Linked DNA regions of Zea mays: regions 1 and 3 are each linked to region 2. A link is a contact called in public Hi-C data. All regions are on one chromosome and are shown on one strand. The core of a region is the stretch at or near the end of the contact, and the rest is flanking DNA. Distances in the headings are between cores, read along the strand shown. Region 1 holds the start of LOC100383243. Region 2 holds the start of LOC100382815. Region 3 holds the start of LOC103635834 (Protein RNA-directed DNA methylation 3).

Evidence for each region. A called contact is a pair of places that touch in the nucleus more often than the background predicts.
Region 1: a Hi-C map of leaf mesophyll shows a contact between it and region 2, with 3 times the contacts expected there. The contact joins the promoter of LOC100383243 here to the promoter of LOC100382815 in region 2. A contact is called at or near these places in 5 of 25 Hi-C or Micro-C datasets (ear, endosperm, leaf and 2 more).
Region 3: a contact with region 2 is called in a Hi-C map of leaf, with 6 times the contacts expected there. The contact joins the promoter of LOC103635834 here to the promoter of LOC100382815 in region 2. A contact is called at or near these places in 14 of 25 Hi-C or Micro-C datasets (bundle sheath, ear, endosperm and 3 more) and 1 of 3 datasets of contacts at active chromatin or transcription factors (leaf).

What each region holds. Positions count from the first base shown.
Region 1 is chr8:125,334,971-125,338,500 of Zm-B73-REFERENCE-NAM-5.0, forward strand. It overlaps LOC100383243, which reads right to left and starts at 1,726. Exons shown (of 13, transcript XM_020542256.2): 1 at 1,493-1,726; 2 at 784-1,001. The coding sequence starts at 961. It overlaps LOC103635833, which reads right to left. Exons shown (of 1, transcript XM_020543383.2): 1 at 3,409-3,530.
Region 2 is chr8:125,666,482-125,669,634 of Zm-B73-REFERENCE-NAM-5.0, forward strand. LOC100382815 reads left to right here and starts at 1,461. Exons shown (of 14, transcript NM_001175515.1): 1 at 1,461-1,583; 2 at 2,231-2,616. The coding sequence starts at 2,405.
Region 3 is chr8:125,384,355-125,387,994 of Zm-B73-REFERENCE-NAM-5.0, forward strand. It overlaps LOC103635834 (Protein RNA-directed DNA methylation 3), which reads right to left and starts at 2,068. Exons shown (of 21, transcript XM_008658209.3): 1 at 1,671-2,068; 2 at 774-1,018; 3 at 535-690; 4 at 1-46. The coding sequence starts at 1,920.

The sequences.
Region 1 (3,530 bases), core at 476-2,975, 330 kb before region 2:
AACTACTACTCTCCCAGTGCCAACAATGGTTATTTTTCTTGGACTAAAATATGTTTCCACTTTTGAACAATGGACCCGGACTAAGCAAGATGCCCAGAATGACCAAAAGCTCTTTCTTCCATCCTCCACTCCGCAGCTGTCATCGCCACAACTACCTCCTTGCCCACCTCCACCTCCCGGTTTCCTCCTCACCACTTCATGACCGGTAGAAACCAACAATTTAAAGGTTTTCAAGAAGTAGACCCCACCTCTGCTTCATAAAAACTGCCGCTAACTGACCACCATCCCCCTTCTTCCACGTTTCCATCTGCACCTTTTCATCCTCCTCCCAACCAGCTGGCACAAGCCCCACATTCCTAGCCCAATTAGTCACCAACTCGGACCACCTAGTCGATAAAACTGCCCAGACTATCGACTGTGCTCTTGTGTGGCAGAATGGTGGCGATAAACGCCTAGGTAGCAGCATATTCTACCTTCTAGAACACTATCTAAAATATTGATGGAGGAAGCAATACCAGTCCCTTTAGCAACGGTAAGAATGGTCAGTTCACTATATATAGGCCTTCAGCTAGCATGCGACAATAGATGAATAAACAAAATGCACACTCTCCCTTAAAGCTAAAAACTTTTTAACCAGAGCTTTTGTAAGATGTCAAGACTTCGGGAACAAGCTACTGTATCTACTATGTTAATCATAAGTAGGTCAATGAAATTTTGGCCATGTAGAACAAAATCATTTAGCACACCAAAGTAACAGGCATTAGATCAAGTGCATTCACGCACCAGGATCATCATCATCACCATCGCTATCCCAGAAGGGTGGGGATGTTGAAGGGGTGTCACTGTCTGCCCGCTCACAGGACCTCCACTCGGAGAAGGACTCGCCAGAGAGACTGCGTTCATCATCCCTCATTCCAGTTGTGCTAGCAGCTGAATCATCTGTTACTGCAGAACCTGCCATCCACAAAATCCACGACCGCTCCAGACAACCTTATTCGCAGCTGTATGCAGAACAAAATCAGTTCACACACCAAACGCGTGAATGGGTGAAAAAATATTATGGCCTGGTAGAAAATCAGCACCCAGCAATTCAGAAAGCATCTTTATTAGGTCCCTGGAAAATTAGCACTCGTGCCAAATAGTTTTATTATAAACCCATGCTTCCCAGGTTTGTACTCCCCTACAAACCGGGGAGGGGGGGGGGGGTGCTGTGACCACTCACCAGTAATCATCTAAAAAAATATACATGCTCCAGCACTGATTACAGGATTCAGACTGGGACGGACCCAGCAAGGGACAGGGGTGTAAACAAAAATCATTTTTTTTCAAACAAAAATCGAAGTTAGTGGCCATAATACGTATATACACTTGTTCTTTTAATCAAGCTACTTATAATTAGATCAGATCCGAATACAGATGACCAAATAGCTTAAGTTAGGGTTTGGGCTCTCGGTTTCGCACAGCAGGAGGGGGGCAAAAGGGGCGGGCATACCTGGTAGGTCCTCGTCACCAGCGAAGGGTCCGACGAAGACCTGGCTCCTGGCTTGGGCGGCGGCGGTCGCCCAGTCGTCCCCGCGAGAGGGAGAGAGCGCACGCGGGGCGGGGTGAACGGGAGAAGAAAAGGCAAGGTGAACGCAGTACAGAGTTTTTTCCTGGCCCGGAGCTGGAATGGTGGATACCCGATGCCGTGGTTTGGCTATGATGCACGCACGCATCCAAACCAAACATTGGGTCTGTTTGGACAGCTTTTTTCTGGAAAAAAAACTAAGAATCATTAGACAGTTTTTTTCAACCTCCAAATCAGAGTTTAAGTTTTAGAAATCATTAGATTTCTTCTAGATTCCTTCAATTTGACCACTCGATAAATTTTATATTCATCTTAATTTAAACAATTTTCATATAAACGATTCTTACATAGATGAATTTAGAAGCGAAGTTTTTGACGGCCACAACTGATTTAGACAGCCAAGAGTTGAGGACTCTACACTGCTTCAATATTATATCTTCTCTAAAATGAGTCTAAGGGTCAACCTAGCCTACATAATTGGAAATTTTGATACAACTTCTATCACCTATATGGAAGCACTTCCTCCAGTAGTTGTACACATAGAGAAAAAACTAATGGTAGAATAAACTATTTTGATATGACTGATGTATTCTAAGGACTGTTTAGCACTGTTTCACTTTGCAAAATCTAGCTTAACTTCACATAACTCTAGGTAAACACTCACAGCTTCACCAAATCTATAAAAGCAGCCAAAATGGTACTTCACAAATATATATCTTCAACTCTCTCATGAAGTTAATGTGAGATTATCCACCTTTGTCATCGATTATACACTCACTCACCACACGTTTTCTGTCGTTCTATTCTCAGGAAGGTCAAGCGCTCCGTTTTGTAATACCGAGAACTAGCAACAAAGACTTTAACATCATACGTACTAGACATAGAAAATTCTTTCTGGATCCGTCAAAACTCTTATCATCGGACTCCCCTTAGGAAAGCAAGGCCATCCAGGGCAGCGTACTGTGCATAACTTAATTAGGGTGTGTTTGGTTAAGAAGTGGAGGAGGATGGAGCAGCTATATTCCTATTTTCTAAATGTTTGGTTTCCAATAAAAGAGGAGTAGAGTGGCTCTTGGAGTCTACACATAAAAAATAACCATAAATAGTTGGAATACTCCTGCTCCACCAAAACGACTAGAGCGCTTTCCTCCCTCTCCTCTTCTCTGCACTCATATGGCTCTCCAAACAAACAAAGAACGTAACGACTTCGTTATATTCTACTATTCAATCAAACAAAAAAATAGAACGCAGAATAGAACGACCCATTTTAAAAACCTGGAATGGAGCCGGTCTACTATAGTTGACTCTCTAACCAAACACAAACTTATAAAAATTAGGTGTTGTGGGATCTAACCATGTCAAGTCTAGACATAGAGACGCGCAGATCTGCAAATAGATTATTTTTTCAGGTTTATCGTTCAATGAGAGTAATGTTAAACAACACCCGGTTGTTTGTGACACCGTGACGCGCAAAGTTTGGCCATCAAATCTGGCGTACACTTCTTTATCTACTGTCTGATCTCTTCAATTTGTTTTATTTTTATCTATTCTGCGGGATGCACTTACCGGTGATTTTTTATATATATATAAATGAGAGTTCGCGTCTAAAATTTTAGCTGTAATTTTGTTCTCTCACCCATTTGATACTAAACGTTTGATGTGGATCTAATAGGTTGAAAATGAGAAGTGCTTCATGTAGAGTTGACATGTGTGACTTAAATACCAACGTTGATATATGGTTGTTGTTGTCTCTTGTTTTGGATTAATAAATCATGAATTACTAGATAATTTTAGTGTCGTACCTCAGTTTACCACTAGACTCGTAATTGTAGCCGTGCTCGTTGAAAAATCGTATGACAACGGCATTCTAAACACTCGAATGATACATAGACAAACTCAGTAATAATCACTCCGTCATTGCCTCTGCATGATTGGTGGTCGCTCCAGGACGCCGGCATGAGAC
Region 2 (3,153 bases), core at 211-2,710:
ATTCGGGCTTGGGGCACCTCCATTCTATTCATTTTGATCCATTGATCAAATGGTCATGGCCGAGAAAGATACAATCCAAAACGGCCTTTATACATTGGTGCTTTATTGAATGATCTCCATTTTGAAAAGCCGGTGAATTACATTAGGTTTAGTTCATATGCTTTTGGTTCGTCAACCTTCACCAAAAGGCAGGGGGCATATGTTGGAGATCAAAAAGAGTCACGCGGATGGTCCGGCCCGAAGGCCGAACGGTCCGCGGTCCGGACTGTCCGCGGTGGCGGCGCGGACGGTCCGCGCCTGCGCAGAGACAGTTAGGGTTCCTAGTTTCTCGCGGGATTTGTTACCTAAAAGCGTGGGATTGACTCGGAAATCAGTTCGAAGCGGATCAAGACCTTCCCCTTTATATAGATGAAGGGCTACGACCGATTGAACCCCCAACAATCGATCAAATCAAATCTATCTCTCGTTTTTACCTTACGCATTAGGAGTAGTTCTAGTTTAGCCCTAGTTTAGTATTCCAATCCCCAATTTCTCCACTTCTCTTCGGCTCTACGTCGATTAGAGGAGTCTAGGTCGGCCTACCCGAGCCTAGACAACCCCTAGGATCTCTCCTCCCCGACGGGGTCCCTCCCGGGAGCGAGATCCAGGCGCCGCCGGCGACCTTCGCCGCCCCTGCGCACGCGCGGACCGTCTGCCCTGTAGTCGCGGACCGTCCGACCGTCAGACAGGGAACGCCAGCCCCTGTACCAGGTCGCGGACCGTCCGACCCCTGGTCGCGGACCGTCCGCGCCTCTGCAGAGGGCACCACCACCGGTTCTCACGCAGTGTTTGGCGCCCGAAAAAGGTGTCAACACTGACCTATCTTATATAATACACTAGGTGAGTGCCCGTGCGTCACAGGCCCGAGTTTCTTTTCGATGTCATCTCGGACAGCTCGTATATGTCATCTTTTATCTCATAACTATATAACACATATGTGCATATATAAGTTATTGAGATATTACCTAGTACTTAAATAACAATTATGAGTGTTAAATATAGGTTTAATACAATTTTATTGTCTTTTAGTCTCGATTTGTTAAATTAGTTTTAATTACAATATATTTAACTCTTATTATTATCATTTAAATATTTGTAATTATTATTTAAATATTCGATATAAAAACTTCTTGGAATACATACAGAAGCCGAGCCAGAGAAGGAAACATGCAGGAAGTTTCGTGCGGCGAGAGTCAAAGCCTAGAGAAGCTACTACTCTCCTCCCACAGGCCACACCCACAGCCCACAGGGCACAGGCTCCCGGCTCTCCCCCGCTCGGCCGCCTCCCGTCGCCTCTCCTGCAGTCGGACAGGGTCACCCACGTCTCTCTCTCTCGTACTCCTCTCACACACTCTTCACACGGTTTGCCTTGCCCACGAAAAGACAACCAACCCGGGGCCAGGGGGCAAGCGGAGAGCAGGGAAGGAAGGGAGAGGAAAAGGAAAAGCGGGTCGCGAGTGCCCCCCACCCCCCGCTTTTGCTCCAATCGGCGCCGCCTCGCGCGAGATCCGCTCCGCGTGCCCCGCCGCCGCGCTGCTGCCGAGGTGAGCTCCGCCCGCCCCCCTCCCCCGCTGATCCGCGCTGGGGCTCCGCTCCTGCACACGCCCGATTTGACACTCGGTTGCCGGCTCGGGATTCCCCCCTGCCTGCTGTTCGCGTCTGCGGTTTGGGTCGGGGCCGTGCTCGGAGCTGCGGGGGTCGTGCTGCCGCGGAGGGTCTCCGTGGTGAATTGCAGCTCCGCCCTGCGTGGCTCTGGTTCTGGTCTCACTTCTCAGGGAGTCGCCTGAGCGGGTTGGTTTTCGGTCAGTCGATGGGTTTTGCTGCTGCTTTTAGGCAGCATTTTTTAGGGTGTCGCGCCACGGGCCACGGCAATGCGATTCCCGGACTGAACTTCGCGGCTCCGGGCGTGGAAATGAAGTTGTTGGACTACTTTTTTGTGGGGCGTTCATGTTTGGAGCTGAGATCTTTTTCTTCTTTCCTCCTGGTTTGGAACCAGTGCTTTTGCTACTCCTTTTGATGGATAATTCGAGTTCGGGGTCGTCGGATTCTGAAAACTGGAGTAGCTTTACATGTGTGTCGAATTATTATAGCCAGAACTGTTCCGCTGACATTTTCAGTTCCATCTAGTCGTGCCGTGCGTGTCACAACTTGGTCTAACGACTCTGATCGCGGATTATTTTATTTGTTTCAGATAGAGGGTGTCGTCCCCGGCATCGGGTTCCACGGAGAGTTGTTGATTTGGGTACCTGATCCAATTGGGGGTGGATTGAGTCGCTTGACCTTTTCAACATCTGTCCCGTTCCTGCTGCTTTGGTCACCATAAGAGGCTTGCCTGGTTCCAGAGATGATGTCATTGTGAGTGGAGATGGATTCTGCGAGAAGTTGGTTCCAGAAGTTCCAGCCGAGGGACAAATCGAAGAGTCCAGCTGTGTCTGCCAGCCATGGAAAGGATCCAGGAAAGCCCCCAACTGATGATGCCCCTTCTAGTGCGACGAAACAGAGGGTCGCCGCCGCAAAACAGTACATTGAGAATCACTACAAGACCCAGATGAAGTCCCTGCAAGATAGGAAAGAGAGGTAGGCAGTTCAGTGGACATAAACTTATTTTTACCTCTGCCTGCTTCGGTTATATATTAAGCATCCATCAGAGTTTTACATGCAAGCAGCAAAATCCTAAATTATCAATTAAGTGTTGAATTGAAAGAAATGAAGGTCCCCATCTTGCTGTTATCGAGCAGGATGCCCAACCACACACATGCCATGCATGTTTGGACGGGAATGACAGACACAGGTGCAGCCACACGGATGATTAAGATTAAGTCCTTACAAGTGTGTGGGCACCATTGTTGTGCCCAGAATAGAAAGCTCCGTTACTGAGTTAACTCAAGTTAGGTAGCTTCAGTACCGTATTAAGTCGTAGCTCTTTTTCGTGAATTAAATTAAGCTGTAGCTCTGTAGTGAATAGTGATACACAATGATCTAGCAAAGCTATGAACTCAACGCCAAATATGATTTATGGAATTTTTGTAGGATCGACTCGTTCAAGTAAACTTACATACTCATTCTAAATGATGTTCGCCATACTCGTTTCAAAACCTAAACAATTAAGGCCCT
Region 3 (3,640 bases), core at 818-3,317, 280 kb before region 2:
CAGAAGTGATTCTGCTTGTGTACACACTACAAAACCCTTTGCATGCCTGTAACATGGGACATATGGTCAGTGAGCCATTTTACAACCAAAATACAAAGCATATACATATAGAGATTAATAGAAAAGAAAACATTATCTTTACTAAAATAGTTTTTACAAATTCATTAAAAAGTTCCTTCCTTTCCTATGAAGTAGTAAAGCTTGAAATGCGTACAAAATGAGAACAGCAAAGCTAAACTAGGCCACATAAAAAATATCAGGGTTTTATACTCCCTCAATTCCAAATTATAAGATGGTTTGATTTTTCTAGATATATGTAGTTTTTGCTATGCACTTAGATATACACTATGTCTTCATACATTGTAAAAGCAATGCATCTAGAAAAGACAATACAGCTTATAATTTTGAATGGAGGGAGTATGTTATACATAACAGCGATAGAATAATAAGCACTGCACTACATGTCAACCAGCATGCTCTTTCTGTATGTATGAACTTTTTTTTCTCTTGCTGTAAAAGGAACAGATTGTGTACCTCTGTAACATCACAGGCCTTCTCCGCTTCAACAAAAACAAACCCTCTTATGTGATCAAGTGCAAATGCTGTAATAATTGGCACTTTGGTACCAATTTTTCGAAGGTCAACAAATTTTTGCATGAAGCAGAAGGCCATTTGGCGCTCACGCCCAACCTGGAAAGCAGTTAACCAAATCAGCACATCCACAACAAATGCTAGTCGAGCAATGCCAAGTCAAGAGTTTGGTAATCACAAACCATGCATTTAACTCTCCAAATAGTCGGCTCTTTGAGTGCACAATCCATGGAGAAAATGTCATCGTCTTCTCTAGAATAGCTCCGATCAGCAGCGTATTTCACACGATTACTGTATCGGTTCTTGATGAATTCCTCAAGTTCATCGCCACTAAGCTCCTCTTCCTTCACAAGAAATGGAAGAGGGTGTGACCTTTCAGTTCTTTTGTGACTCAGATTTTGTGCATGTTCCCCACCAGTAAAGAAACCTGCAGTGGACATAAACAAGATTACATGAGCAATCACTAGGCAATAATACCTTCAAATACATTTACGGTGAAAGAGTATGATATGACTATGAAATGACATTAATTCAATGATTAGTATAGAACATAGATCCTAGGCAACCAGATAATTGGTGACAACATTAAGCCAAAGTGCAATGTCAGTTTGCTGTAAGGCCTAACTGCTTGATGACACTGAGAAAAGTCAGACATCACATTTTGCTCAAGGACTAACTCCAAAACCAAAAATAACAAAATTTGCATTACTATCTATTAGCAAATAGGGATGATTTCGACCTCGTGCAACTACCACACTACTAAAATATCGGATTCTACAACTTTTAGGGTAGAAGTGAAATTTCTGCAGTGCTGTATAAGGGTTCCTGTCGTTAAGACGGGAAAACCCCTCAAAACCCCATCAATTAACACAGCTCACTCCTCAAAACCTAGGTGACAGAATAATAGATACAAGAGAGAGAGAGAGAGAGAGAGAGAGAGAGAGAGAGAGAGATCCCAAATTGCGCAGAACACAAACCCCCACATAATCCACATTGTGTAGAACACAAACCCCAGATGGATCCACTCGACCCATCCACTCTCACGCATGCCTCGGGGAACGAACCGAGTCCGTACTCACCATCATCGGTGTCATCCTCGGACTCGAGCTCGTCCTCCTCATAATCGTCGTCGACGCCAGCTACGTCGTCGACGAACTGGAGGACCCCGGCGCGGCGGCGGCGCTTCGCAGCGGATGACGACGAGGGCCCCGCCCCCGCGTCACTAGAGGCCATCCGCCGCTTCCCGCCGGACCCGGAGGCACCGCCAGCGCCAGCGCCAGGGCCAGGGGATTCGGCGGCCACCTGCTTACCCTTCCCCTTCACCGCCATGGCGGAGTAGGATGGAGTGGGGAATAGAAGACAAAGCGGCTCGCCGAGGTTAACCACTCCCGGCCAGGGCCAGGCCACCTTCCGTTTCCGAGGACGCAGAGGGAGGTTTGCAGATGCCCCCTTGAAGTAGTATAGAATTGCTTTTGTTTTTCTATCTTTGACCACCAACCGCAATAATATTCATTCAGTCGCAGGACTTATCAAAATACTCGCACCAACATGAATACCTTCCTATGATACGCATACACCCGTATTCAGGGGGTGTTTGGTTTCTAGGGACTAATATTTAGTCCCTTCATTTTGTTCTATTTTAGTATATAAATTGATAAATATAGAAACTAAAATTTTATAACTAAAGTGGAATAAAATGTAGGGACTAAAAATTAGTCCTTAGAAACCAAACACCCCCTTAGTCTCACGCGAGCTTGGTCGGGCAGATACAGTTTCTGGCGTATGTATAGATGTAGATAAATAGCCTGAAAATAATTTATTTTGCATCTACTTATGTAATCAATGTTCCTTGCATATAGTCAACCAAACAGACGCTCAACTAGAATCATCGTACGAGATGATTAAGGATGGAATGGTGCGGAGTAACCAATCAGGTAGATAGTTTTACGTAGTGTCATATCTTATGTTTTTAACCTTCAAACGTACCAAACTTATTCTTCTTTGCATGTCTTTTTTTCTCGCTAAAAATTAAACACACATGCGATCATATTGAAACTCATGTAGAACCAACATACATATACATATTATCTTTTATCAACATAACAACCATATAAATAAAAAACATATAGACTACAAATAAATAAGAAGATTATCATGTTCGTTACCAACGTAAACATCTAAAATAAATATGTATCGAATTTCATCACCAACATATTAATCATACACATAAAAACCAACTAGTAGTTTGCCCGTGCGTTGCGACGGCTTATAACATATTGTCGTAGAGAAAATTCTCCGGCCAGGTGGCGGAACGCACCCGCCCAAAATCCTTAGATGAGGAGGGAACCTAAGCGTTTTGTCTGTTACGTGGAATCGGGAAGAACACGAGAACACACAAGGGTTTAGAGTGGTTCGGGCCGCCGGAGCGTAATACCCTACTCCACTGTGTGGTGTATTGAGCTTGAGAGCTTGTATGAACTTGTGAGTCTGAGAGTCTAAGTGAGCTTGAGCCTAAGTTGGGTCTGCCTTGTAACGTCGTGTGCCCTCCCTTTTATAGATCAAGGGGGGCACGTACAATGATACTGAGCCCCGACATGTGGCCCAGGGGCAAAACGGAGGGAATACATTATAGAAGTATCAAATGTCAGTATCGCCCAGAAGATCTCCGAGCGCCATAATGTTCGTAGTGCATATAGTATTAATATCTCGCGGCTGCTTCCTCGGTAACGCGCGAGTCATGATGGGCACAGTGTATGCCGCAGCACGGGCGTACTGTCTGCCAATGGAATGGACAGGCACGCCGCCTGCGGGATGGCCTGGTCGCCGCCTGCCAGCGGAGTGGACAGAGCACATTAAATGCCGAGGCGGCACATCGCCTGCCAGCGGAGTGGACAGGGCTCATTAAATGCTGTGGCGGCACATCACCTGTTAGTGGAATAGACAGGCGGCGCGCCTTATCCGCAATAAATGCAGCGGCCGCGCGGCCCAGAGGCCTTACGTCAGGCTCCGCCCGCTCGCTTATGTCACGGGCAGTGGGCCACGTGGCAGC